Regions from separate parts of the Gossypium hirsutum genome. Here region 2 is linked to region 1. Evidence: chromatin contacts called from public Hi-C data. All regions are on one chromosome and are shown on one strand. The core of a region is the stretch at or near the end of the contact, and the rest is flanking DNA. Distances in the headings are between cores, read along the strand shown. Region 1 holds the start of LOC107934495. Region 2 holds the start of LOC107900421 (21 kDa protein).

The links. Hi-C and Micro-C count contacts between places; a contact is called where the count stands out from the background.
Region 2: a Hi-C map of hypocotyl shows a contact between it and region 1, with 2.2 times the contacts expected there. The contact joins the promoter of LOC107900421 here to the promoter of LOC107934495 in region 1. A contact is called at or near these places in 9 of 34 Hi-C or Micro-C datasets (callus, hypocotyl and leaf).

Annotation. Positions count from the first base shown.
Region 1 is chrA12:91,878,799-91,885,869 of Gossypium_hirsutum_v2.1, forward strand. LOC107934495 reads left to right here and starts at 3,044. Exons shown (of 2, transcript XM_016866939.2): 1 at 3,044-3,793; 2 at 3,968-4,316. The coding sequence starts at 3,562. The coding sequence ends at 4,152.
Region 2 is chrA12:92,020,999-92,028,069 of Gossypium_hirsutum_v2.1, forward strand. It overlaps LOC107900421 (21 kDa protein), which reads right to left and starts at 3,396. Exons shown (of 1, transcript XM_016826026.2): 1 at 2,253-3,396. The coding sequence starts at 3,149. The coding sequence ends at 2,541.

The DNA of each region.
Region 1 (7,071 bases), core at 1,794-4,293:
TATAATTTTTATTTATCTGATAATTTTAATTGCAGATTTGCAGCAAATGGGTTTGTTGATTGATAATGAAAATAAAGGTCACATATCGAGTAACATTAATGAGATGGTAATGAAAATTTTATTTGATAGTCACATTATTTGTTGAATGAAATTATATTGTATTAACCATTTCGTAAATATAATAATGTCAGGTCGAGTACCGCGTATTGAGGGGTCGTATTTATAGTGTAGGGTTTCAGCCGGATGAACGCGTAATACCGTTCTTAGAGTTAGCGGGGTTCAGATCAGCAGCATTGATTCGGACTTTTGATCTGCGATATGACTTAATTTCTGCCTTAGTCGAGTGATGGCATCCGGAGACGCACACATTTCATTTGTCGTGCGAGGAGTGTACCATCACTTTAGAGGACGTTGCAGTACAACTGGGGCTCCCCATCGACGGGAACTTGGTCACGGGCGTAAGTTCGATCTCGAGGCCGGCTCGCCTTTGCTATGAGTTACTTGGACGCTCCCCAAGTGAGGGGAAATTTGCCACCTTGCTGTTTTCATGGCTAAAAGCCAATTTTGAGCATTTGCCCAATACTGCCACTGAATTAGAGGTTATGCAGGCCGCTCGAGGTTACATTATGCACCTTATAGGAGGTGTACTCGTGCTGGATTCACACGGCAGTGAGGTCAGTTTGATGTACCTACCGCTACTGTCTAATTTGCATAACACGCGTTCATACAGTTGGGGGTTCGCAGTGTTAGCCACGTTGTACCGCGAACTTTGTCGGATGACAGATCCTTCTACGGTGGACATTGGCGGATGCCTCATACTGCTGCAGTCGTGGGCACTTTATCAGATGCCATTCTTGGCATCCATTAGTCACTAGCCATATATATTTCCACTTGTTAATAGGTGATGAATCTTTACGCATTATAGCAATTAATTGAATTTGTTGGGTTATATTGTTCTAACAATTTGTTTCCGTGGATGGAGCACAAATCCGGGTATCGAGAGGTCATACACGGTTCCGATATACCGTCTGATAATCGAGAATCATTCTGGGGAGGAGGTAGGTTTTTCCAATATCAATTTAATTTTATTATTTTTATCTCACTCAACTCGCGTTAATATGAAAATGTTATTAACTGTGCAGTTCATTTGGATGTCGTATTCTGTTCCTAAGATTATGACCGTTATTCCCTCGCATGCCTACGTCCACTCAAACTTATTATGCATTAGCGCACCCCTTATCCATTTTCAGACGGTGGAGTAGTATCATGGCGATCGAGTACTCCGACAGTACGGTTGTGTACAATATATCCCAACACAACCAGTACGATTGCCTACAAAGCTCCATGGTATGACTAGGAGGAGGATGCATTGGGCAGATTAGGGAGATGTGCATGAAGAGTATGTTACGATGTGGAACAACCGGTTTGGCAGGATACCTCCGATAGATCGTTGTTTGGATCTGCGGCCCTTGACACAGTACCTACAGTGGTACTATGAGAAGGGGAAACCATTTTTATTTGGTGGGCGGTCGATGGTAGTCCCCCCTCATACGACACGGATTGGGCAATATTTTCCAGATCCGCATCATGCACCAGCTCCGGATCCAGACCCAGAGCCGGAGCCGGAGGCAGTGCCAGACCTAGAACGGGGGCCAGAACAGGAGCTACACTCCGGGAGTAGTTCTTATCATCCAGATTTGGGGGCCGATGACTATTTCCCGGGCTCTTCAGCCTAGGGATATTATTCAGATTTTGATATCTTCAGCCCACTGCCACATCTGTACTCTACTCCTTCCAGCTCATATCCACCACCATACTCTACTCCTCCCGGCCTATATCCAGCGCCGTTCTCTACTCCACCCGGCTCGAGTTCATCAGTGGCATGTGAGACGTTCTCTACACCCCTACCTATGGATGAAGAGAACGTTGATCGTCGTAGTCGCCCACAACGTGAACGTCGAGCTCCACAAAGATATATCCCTAGAACCACACCATCAAACCATCAATTTTAAGGGGTTTTGTAATATATTGAAAGGATAAGGTTATTTTTTACCCATTTTCACAACTTGTCGTTTCCAATCTGTGTTCTTATAATCTCGATGTATACAGTAAACGGATCTCCATGGCACACCAGAACGCCTAATGGCACAACTCGTATTTTTTCCAATAAAAATTTATTAAATTAATAATACTAAAAAATTATTAGACTTAATTTTAAAAATATTAAAAAATCGAAGCATAAAAAATAATAAATTATCAAAATTATTAAAATAATAATATTAAAAATTATTAAACTTAATTTCAAAATTATTAAAAAATTTAAGCATAAAAAATAATAAATTAATAACATTATTAAAATAATAATATTAAAAAATTATTAAACATAATTTCAGAATTATTCAAATAATAATATTAAAAAATTATGAAACTTAATTTCAAAATTATTAAAAATTTTAAGTATAAAAAATAATAAATTAATAACATTATTAAAATAATAATATTAAATAATTATTAAACTTAATAAAAAAAATTTCTTTTCTCTCTTTGCAGGTGGTATGGGAAAGTGCAGGGCCGGGCGGTGGGGGGCAGGGACACGTGGCAGGCTGCAGGGCAGTCGTGCCCGTGCAGCAGGAGCGAATGGTCGCGCCTCTAGGTCTGGCTCGGCCCGGTTTTGACCCGATTGAATTTTAAAAATTTAAAAATTATTAAAATATAATAAAATTATAATATTTAAATATATATATATTATTAAAAAAATGAGTCGCGCCTGTCAGGTAGACTCAACCCAAAAAATAACCTATTTTCGTAAATAGTATATCTGATACCCTATTTTAGTGTTTTAAATTTTTTTTAATCCAGTTGGGTAAAAAACCCTAGTAAAGAAGTTTACCGAAAATAGAAACAAACTAAAACTAAAAGAAGGTTAATGAGGAGCCACGTGTCATGCAATGTATGAAGGGGTTGGTGGGCGTAAATTAGCAGCCCCTAGTCCCAAAATCGAATTCTAGATTTCTAATATATTGGTACCAAAATCAGAACTTTTTGGGGGGTCATAAAAATCACAGCCATTAATGCGCCCTCCTTCTTTTCTTATATAAATATCCTCTCAAAACTCTCAAAAGACTCAATAGCCTGTCTCTTCTTTTTCCTAACCCCGCAAATTCCCTTCCTTTTTCACCAATTCTGCAACACCCGGAACTTGTTTGTCTTTTTCTTCTTTATTTTTTTAGATTCAAGACGAATTTTTGTGAATGGTGGAAACAATTCGGATTTCTAGTAATTTCATGCTCTCCCTTTGTAAATCGAGGGCGAGCACCCTTTTCTCCGTTTCTGCAGTCTCTGTTTTCGCATTTGGTTCTTGTAAAGCTGGCTGGTATTACCGCTGCCTTGGCCTTGACCCACAAATCCCTTGCAATCTCCGCCCATAACCCAGATTTCTTTAAAATCTAAGAAAAACAAAATAAACCCATTGTTTCTGTTTTTCTTTTTTTGTTTTTTTTCAAATCTCGGTTTTTTGGTGAAATATTCGCTCATTTGATTGTTTTATTTTGATTAAAAAAAATGGTGCTTTACAAGCAGAAGAAGAGCCAGGGTCCTAAGGGCAACAGGCTGTTGGTTAGCATCACTGTTTTGGGAAGTGCTGGGCCGATCCGTTTCGTTGTTAACGAAGAAGAGCTGGTTTCTTCTGTTATCGATACTGCTTTGAAAGCCTATGCTCGTGAAGGTCGGCGCCCGGTTCTGGGATCCGCTATCAGTGATTTCTTCCTTTATTGCCCCAGTGCTGGATCAGATGGTAAGTCGATTGAGATCCCTCTTGATCTATCTCATGAAATTTCGTCATTAATTTCACTTCAATCATACGAATGAAAGTTTCCCTCTATTTTTTTGGTGAAGTTGTACAAGTCAAAATCACCGGGTTTCTAATTAATATAACTCATGTTGTTGGGTTATTGTATTGTAATTGCAGCACTGAATCCATGGGAGACAATTGGATCACAAGGGGCAAGGAATTTCATTTTGTGCAGGAAGCCAAGCAATGAGAAAATGGAAGATGATGGAAGATCAGCAAACTCAATTACTGGGAAAGGAAGTGGGAATTGGAAGGCATGGATCAACAAATCACTCAATCTTAAGATTTCTTCCCATTATTAGATAATTCTCATACCCTTTATCATCGTGTGGTTCTTGGGCTAGCTTTACTTTCAAGCTAAGGACCTGTACAATGGATATGACCATGTTAGAATCTTGGTTATCATCCATGGGATGTTTATTCAGGAATAAAATCAAGCTGTTATTCGGTGTTTTTGCTTTGAAAAGTGTTGCATTCTGTTTGAAACCAATATTCCAATTTTTGAGTTGAGTTGTTTACTCGTTGATTACGATTTGAGATTTGAGATTGAGGTTTCAGCAAGGAAGATCAATCTATTTCAAATTCTTATCTAATCATATAAAATACATATTCAATATTCAAATCCAATTAGTGGTAATCAATGGTGGGTTCTGTAACAGTCTGATCTAGATCCTAATCGGAACGGTAATTTCAATACTACGAATTTGAGTCAAAAAAATATTTAAATATTATTTTTCGTGTTTATTATATATGAATTTGCATATGTGAAAATTTCGTACAAAAATTTGATTGTTTGTGTGCTTAATTTGATAAAAAGACTTAATTGTATAAGTTGAAAATTCGATAGTCTAAATTATAAAGGTTGAATTGATAATGACTTTTTAAGACGGAGTGTTTATGTTGCAAATAATCCTTTATTTTAGTTATGGTCGAATATACCCATAATGTATGTGTTTATGATATTATTTTATTAAGGTTAAATAAGTAAAATATGTTAAATGTTAACATATAATACTAATACTAATAATAATAATAATAATAATAATAGAAAGCCATGCATATTACTTTGTTCTTGCCGAAACTTGAGAAAGAAAGAAAGAAAATATAGCTTAGGGTATTCGGCACTTTGGAAGTTTAATTCAAGGTTAGTTTTTGTTCGGTTTTTAATGATTTTTACGTTTTTGATATCGTTGTTTCGAATACTACTCGATCCATGTTTGAATTTTTTATTTTGGTGAATATTTTGTATTATGACATTAATGAATATTTGTGTTTTGTGATGTTTGATGATGAAATATTAAAAATATATTTTAAATTAACATACTTTGTATTGAAGTTTTTGATGACTTTGAGTTATTAGGATAAAATTGCAAAAATAATAAATTTAGGGACTAAAATATGAAATATATGGACTAGTACGAGTATGTTGAAAATTCGGCTCAATTATGTTTTTGTGAGTTTTGGTGTATTTTGTGTTTTGTGCAATTCGGACTAAATAGTAAAAATATGAAATATCAGGGGTAAAATGATAATTTGACCATTTATGTGTTGTTGGATTAAATTGAATGAAATTGTGTTTAAATGAGGTTAATTTGAAATTATATAGATCAAGAACAAAGGAAATCGGACTTGGATCGGGGAAAAACAAAAATAGTTGAATAGTCGATTCGTAACGCTCGTCGATATCCAAGGTAAGTCTTTAAGTAATTAAGCATGGTTTATTTTGAACATAGAATGATTTACTATGATGATACGAATTTTATAATGTATTAGTTTGATAGCCGAATGAGATATGTCAATGAATTAATGTGATTAAGTTGTATTTGAATGATATCAAAACTTTAGAAAATGTGTATGTGATGCATGAAATATTATACAATACGATATATGTGAAATGTTGTGGAATGATTATATGTTTGTGATGTTCGGGTTTTGAGCCTAGCAAGCCTTGTGCTGGTGACTTTGTTCGGGCTTCGTGCCTAGTAGGCTTAGTGCCGGTGAATGAATTTCAGACCTTGGGTCTAGCAGGCCTTGTGCCGGTGTTGAATCAGGCTTATGCCTAGCAAGTTTTATACCGGTGAATTGTTCTCAAGTTTATGATTACAAGAGTTTAAGATATTGTGGATATTGAACAAGTGAAATTAAGCTATAAAACATTGTATATGTTCTACCAAACAGGTAAGTACAAGTAAGCTTATATCAAACTTGAGTATTCGGTTACATGTGAATTTATATTGAACATGTGTATTTGGTTGCATGTGAGTTTATATTGAGCTTATATATATACATTTAATACATGTGAGGTTATATCACTCCAGAGAAATAAGGGGTTTAATTAAAAACGCCGCAAAAAACTGAACAAAAGCAGCGTTTTTGGCCAAAACGCCACTAAAAACTAATCAATAGCGGCGTTTTTGGCCAAAACGCCACTAAAACTTATCAATAGTCGCGTTTTTAGCCCAAACGCCACTAAAAACTGATCAATAGCGGCGTTTTTGGCCAAGCGCCACTAAAAACTGATCAATTGCGGCGTTTTTAGCCCAAACGCCACTAAAAACTTATGAATAGCAGCATTTTTGTCCAAACGCCACTAAAAACTGATCAATAGCGGCGTTTTTTGGCCCAAACGCCACTAAAAACTGATCAATAGCTGCATTTTTTGCCTAAACGCCACTAAAAACTGATCAATAGCAGCGTTTTTACATAAAATGCCACTAAAAACTGAGCAACAGCAGCGTTTTTGGTCCAAACGCCACTAAAACTGATCAATAGCGGCGTTTTTGGTCCAAACGCCACAAAAAGTTGAGCAGCCATTTTTGAGTAGGGTAACCGACACTCGTTTTAATTTGATCTGATTTAATTTTCATATTATTTTCTTATTTTTGTTTTGAATTCGATTTAATTATTTTGGTATTTGAAACTAACTTTATAAAAAATATAAACTACACTATTCATCACTTAGCTATGAGAAAGTTTCATTTTAGTTTCTTAATTATGAAAAGTTACAAATTGATAACTAAACTATTTAGAAGTTTTCATTTAAGTTACCAAGCTGTTAAAATCAACGTTGTATGGCTTTCTGTAAACCTTTAAATCTTAAACATTAAACCCTAAACCCTAAATTCTAAAACATAAACCATAAACACTAATCCATAAACTCTAAAACCCTAAACCCTCTAAAAAAATCATATGGATGTTGATGTGTATATACATAGATATTA
Region 2 (7,071 bases), core at 2,146-4,645, 140 kb after region 1:
CTAATGAGAGGTGCTTCATAGATTCTTCTCATTGTGAATGGTTGCTTATCTTTGGTGTGATTTCGTTAATGGTGGAACTTGATGGTTCTGTTATAGTAATCATTTGAGGTGGTTGGATATGGAGGTCCGGGAGTGAACGGTGGAGAAATATCGTGATGATTTCCTTATTAATTGGGTTATGGTACTTAAGGTTTCTTTTATGTTTTCTCTATTGGCATACTAGTTTTGACGTCTCTTCAAACGGTGTAAGCAAACGACATGACAAATATTTGTTCCAATTGATATCATGATTGTAGCTACAAATTCATGTTGTTCAGAGCTTCGGCTAGGATGACATGGATTATTATTTTTTAAGCAGGTTCTATTGTTTGGTGCAAATTTATACGGTAGTGCGTTTGCTCCATCACGTTTTCTGAGGTTGTGCATTTCTGCCATGCGAATTGTGATACTGAACTTATGCAGTGCCTTTTGGGTTCATTTGGTCCTTGGAGAGTGATCTTCTAGTGTCTTGTCGTGGATTTTGGTGATCCTTTTGTCAAGAGTTTGTTATTGCATTGGATATATATATAGAGAGAGAAGGTTTGGAGTATTTTTGCACTTGTGGGTATGGAGTAATTAATCAACATGACTATAAGATTCTTAGGGCACAATGAGGCAAGAAATATCAAAGAATAAAAAGAATGAATGAATTAATAAAGAAAGAGAAATTATTCTCATATCATGTAATAATGATATTGCTTCATACAATGTAATCTCATCGAGACAATTTTAGTTTGAGGTTGATTAGATATCATAAAGATGTGATTTTATCTTTTCCGTAAAAATAAATAAATAAATAAAGGCAAAAAATATTCTTCTTTTATTTTTCTATATAGCATAAACCAACACATGGTTTTGTTGAGCAGAATCTTTGTTCTTCAGTGGCAAATAATTGTGTCGAAGCTCTATAAAAAAAACGAGATCAAAATTGCCAATAGTTGGGGCTAAATTAATATATTTTTTTCTGGATGAGGTGCTGCTTAGCTGTGCTATACCAAACACATTTGGGATGAATTACAGCATTGTAATTTATGCAACCACTTTTATCAAAGATTTCACTAATAACATTATGAGTTTGACGATCTTTTATAGACTTCCAGATTTTTGTATTTGACTTGGTTCATAACTTTGTTTAGGTTTCTTAAATATGGATTATATAAATTTTGAAATTTATTAGTCATTTGTGCCATATATTATGAAAATATTTTTATGTCCTCTTCATGATGATCCAACATCTACTAAGAGACTCACCTAAAATGGCATTTGCTTATACAAAATTTCAACTTCCGCATAAAGTGATTTACTAAAAATAAATGGCTCTAAATGTACCATTCTACTTTAATTCATATGTTATTATTCTTTTAAAATCAAGGACAATTGATTATTATATTAATTTAATGGGTAAATTATATAGTTAATCACTCAACTTTCATAAGTTTTTATTTTGGTCACCAAAAGGGGCGAAGTTAGAAAATATTTTTAGGGGGGATTGAAATTAAATTGTAATTTTTATGATAGTAAAAATGTAATATCATCATTTTAATAGCATATATCTTTATAATTTTTAAATGATTAAATCAAATTTTTATTATTTTTTAGGGGGATAAAGTGTAATTTTGACCTTTACTAATTTAAAATCTTAAAATTTTTAGAGGACCTAAATGGAAAATTTTTTATTTTATGGGGGTCGAGGCCCCTGCCAGCCTCTAGCTATGGCCTTGGTCACCGAGAAAATTTGCATTTAGGCATTGCCATTACAAAATATTTTTATTTAAGTCAACCACCTTTAATTTAATGTTATTATACACTAATTTTAGTCGCCCAGCTTTAATACTTTTTCATTTTGGTCACTCATTTCCTTTTTCATAGTTGGGTGACCAAAAAAGAAATTTACTAATAATTGGATGGCTAGTGGTGTAATTTATCAATCTCAAAATTTAACATGAAATTTTGATTTAACCTAACTGAGGGAAACTATTAATACAATTATTGATATAACATCATTTCATATTTATATATGACATTCATAAATAATTATATTTATCCAATATAAAATTAAGATGATATATTTATTTCTTTAAATGTGTAAATTAATTGAATTAAACTTAAAATTTCCTATAAATTAATATGTATAATTGTATCAAATCAAAATTTATATATCAAATTACACGGATTTTACTCTAATAATAATAACACGATTATGAAAATTGAAGTAGAAAAACCTAATCAAATGAGCCGAATTATAAATAAGCCAAAGTAATAAAATTTAAAAGCAGAAGTGGATTGTAGTCGAATGAAACCTAAAAATTACTTAAGGAAGCTCACCTTTACGTAGTCAACACGAGAAGAAAATGGACTGCTAAGTTAACTCCGTAAACTTTGCTCCATTTACAAACGAAAGAGATACAGCTTTTTAGATTTCACTCACGAAACAACTTAAACAAAGTTTTTAACAATATTCCTTAGTTGATAAAAAATTATACATTTTTCTTTTGGGTTTTTTACTCACCCTTTTCTGCATAACTATTAACCAACGCCAAAGCATTGCTCGTAAGCTTCTTCACTTCCACCGCCCTCTCGTACACCTCCGTTTTCAATGGCCCCTCCTTCACATCTTCGAACCCGTCTGTACATGTCTCTTCGTCCGTCAAAGCCGCGCTCATCCACGTCTGAACGTTCCCCATTTGGAACCTGAAAGACTCCGAACCCGGGGCTACCAGCCGTCGCATTTGCCTTAACGAACCATGGATTTCATCCACGGCATCGTCCATGTTGGAAATACAGTCGTGTAAGGCGGCGCTGGCTTGTGGGTCAGCGCCGTAGGCTGTTTCACGGGTGAGGTTAGAGACATAAGATGCTATGTGACGGGCCTTGGAGAGGCTGACACCAATGGCGATGCGAGCTAGAGGAGCTGGGTCTTGCTGGACCGGATTGGCGTAACCAGATAGGGAAGTGTAGCAAAGGACAGGATACAATGTGGCAGAGCAGCTTGTACGGATGTAATCGGTGGGGCTGGTGTCGTAGCCGGTGGAACCAAGGGTTGGGATTGGGTGGAGAAAGAAGAAGAGGAGGGTTAGAAAGTGCATGGAGATGGAGGGGAGGGATTTCATGGCTAAGGTTTTAACGTTGTGCAGTGAAGAGGGGGAATTTTTTGGGAATTCGCGATGTAGTCGGAAGGCGGTTTGCCTGCTTTAATAAATTCGTACCCTCCTGACTACTATTTTGGTCTTGTTTTATTTTAGATTTACAAGAATGCCAGATCTTGATTTGACCGCTGTTAATATATTATTTTCTCTAAGAGATGGCAATGGTATGTAATGTTTGTGGGACCTGAAAATATGGATTTCATTTCAAGCTATCCAAGCTTTCGGCCATTAAAATGGCTCTGCATCAACAGTTAGTTGGCAAGAATGCGATGATTGCCGTATTGGATTCCGAAAATCCCACCACCTTAACTTGTAACTCTAATGGCGACGGAAATGACGGGGTGAAAAAACGAAGACAACAACAACAGTGTGTTTTATAAAAAATTAAAAGAGATGATAGTATTAATTATGATGCGTAGAAATAAGTTTTTTTTAAAAAATAGGAATTATAAGATTAATCGAGGAAATCTGGAAAAATATAACCTGATTTAAAATTATGTCTTTTTAAATATATATTTTTTTATTTTCATTTTTCATTTCAACATCTTCCTTATCAAACACGTCAATGAAAAACAATAATAGTCAAAACAATTTTATTTTATTTTAAGCTAACAAAGGGGAAAATGATTGCATATTACTTTCTAAATTTTATTTTATTTTGCAAATGTTTTAATTTAATTCAAAATTAAAATTAACAATTTCATAAATAAATATTTTCTAATAAACCATTAACAAAAAGTAAATTTCTTTAAAGTTATTCTACACATGGTGGGTTGGTGTTTTCTTTCAGTTTTAAAAATTAATATATAAACTTTTCATGAGAGGGCCCACCACATTAGGACTAAAAGAATCTACTGCAATGGTTGGGGCAATATGCCCATTGAGATCTCTTAGTTTGGCTTAACCAAGCAATCATTAATAATCTTGTCCGCCTTTTGACACCTAGAGTATCAAATTTTCTTTCAACAACACATTCCTAACATTCTCTTCATGCACATTTAATGCATTGTCCAACTCCAACCCAGACTCAAACAACTCGTCGCTTTCCTTCGAGGTCCCTCGATTCACCACTAATCATCTCTATCTGATGGTTGCAATATCATCGGAATCAGAAATAGCCTCTATCACCCTAACCAAATAGCTTCCCCCCCCAAAATTTGCATTTCAACTCATCTTCTAACTGATGAATCAAAATTAGCATCTTCCCGCAGTTGAAATCCTCAGCCTTCAAAGTATTGCCACATTTGAAAACATGCAGAGGGAGTCAATAAAAAATCCAAGTTGCTCCCTTTGCAGTCAAGTAGTCTTTAGACCATTCAACAATGGTGACAAACCAGTTCATGGTCTTCAACATCCTTCTCTTTTTGTCCTTTGCAAAGATGATTAGGATATACTTACCAAATTTTTTTTAGCATCAATATCAAAGACTCCTTCAATTTTAAAAATTTCCCTAACAACATTTGTCTCATAAAATCCCCTGCTATTTCCACAAAGCATTTTCTAGTTTTTGTAAGGACTCTAGCTCAACAAAAACTTGTATGAATCTCGCCTTTTTTTATTTTTAAATCTTGTTACAGTTCCATAATCTTGGATATCAACCATAGTCGGATTAGAAACATTTTTGTGTGATATGTCAGACCTCTGTATTTCACTCCTGTGAGATCCGATCGTTGCAAATGTTGAGAATGATTAGAAATCAATAGTTAGTAGCCAATGGAATTAGCCTTTTGTTTGTCCAGTTTGTTCCTATATTTTAACTAGGTGTTGTTAATAATATATCCACCATTACGCAGATTTTTAGCTCTTTCGGTTTTCCTTTTTTTAGCCACTTGTACAGCTTATAAAAGGTTGTGTTAAGTTCTTTTTCATGTATCAAAAAATAGTCAACTTCACTTTCTCTTCGCTTCTAGTTTTCAATCCAAGTTTTATTTTTATCTTCTTTTTAGCATATTTTATCTTTGTTTTTATCAATATGTTTTGATATCAAAGCTAAGTTTGTTTTACTAAGTGGGAGAGAGTGAAATAAAAGAGAAATTCAATGTGAGTGGTTCAGGCAAACCTAATGCTGATAGTCAGTGGTACTGTAACTTCATCGCAGCCTTTTATTCCTTTGTTCAAAAGAGAGAACTTCGAATTTTGGAGCATCAAGATATAAGGACTTCGTTTATGTCTCAAGAACTTTGGGAGCTGGTATAAAGTGAGTATAATGACCCCAGATGATCAACAAAGACTTCGAAAGAGCAGAAAGAAATACACACGACCTTTGTTCTTTCTTCAACAAGCAGGTACAAATGATATTTTCTCTCGGATTTTTACAGCAACTACTTCTCAAGACATATGACAGATCCTCAAAAAAGAGTTTCAAGGTTCAACAAAGGTAATTACTGTCAAACTTCAATCCCTTCGTAGAACCTTTAAAATGTTTCAGATGGGCATGTTTAAATCTATTCAAACTTTTATGTAAAGAGTTTCTTCAATTGTTTGTCAAAAATTTGGTTGGTATCATTATAGAAGCTTTTGGTATCCATATTATTCATCATTATGCTTTTCATGACTTATTTTGTTGTTATTAATTATATGAAAAAAGAGAATGTTTTAAGAATACCATATAGTAATGGAGAGTACTAAAAATAGAAATTGCATACGACTTTATTGAATTATTCATAGCATGCAATTCTTTGATTTTAAGATTATGCCTCGGTTACAAAAAATTCTTGATAATAATTGGTGTCTTTGTATTTTTTTTTGGCATGATTTCTTAGTGATATCTTCGTACAAGTAGGACTAAATTGTATGATTTTTTTGAACCTTGTATTATGTTATCTTTATAAATGAATTCTAAATATGCTATTTTTTGTCAATTCATCCTTCAATTGTCAAAATTTCGATAAGCAAGTCAATAGCAAAACTTTGTTTCAAGAACTCCATGTTTAGAGACATGGCCTACCAATAGTCATATAATAACTATTTTTAGTTAAGGCCTACCAATAGTCATATAATAACTATTTTTAGTTAAGCCTCGAGACATACATTACAGGAACCGTTTTTAGGCTCGAATTTGATACTTTTGATGGCTAAAATCTATCCCTAACGACCATAAACATTCACAAACTCATTCATTGGAATAAATACAATTCAGAGACAAGTCAAGACATAAGAGTTGAACACATCCAAGCATAAAAGTCAAGAGAAAAGCTTCAAATTTTTTATTCTTTCATTTTCACTCTTACATATTTCTTGGAGCTTATTGTTAAATATTTTATCACTCTCATTTTTATTTCTATGAAAGCTTATTTTTGTAAACACACACTTTGTAAAGGTCTCTTTGTTTACTTTCTTTCATATCATCAATTGTAAATTTGGAAGGTTTTAATTGAGCCATAAAAGCTATGGGGAAATGTTCTATCTATGCCTTAAGAAAAAGATTGTAACAACCCTATTTTCGTGAAATTAGAATAGTGGTTTCGGGGCCACAAATCCGAGTCCGAAAGAAAAATTATTTTAATATTATTGCATGGCCTGCATTATGGTAGAGAATTCATATGAAAATTTCGTTAAGAAAATTTTACCGATTTCATGTTTAATTAGGGGGAAAGGACTAAATTGCATAAAATGTGAAAATTGAATTCTAGTAGATAGAAGGATCAAATAGGTATGGAATTCAAAATTTGAGATCCTTATAAGGCAAATAGACCATTAAGAGAAGTTAGTAGATATTTATGATGATTCATCCATGGAAAATTGAATAAAGAAAAAGACTAAATTGGAAAATTGAAATAACTAAAAATGATAGTAAACTAATATCATCTTATTTCATCATCTTCCCCAAATTAAAATACATGGAAACCCTAGCTAAGAGAAAAGAGTTCAAGCAAGCTTAATTGGC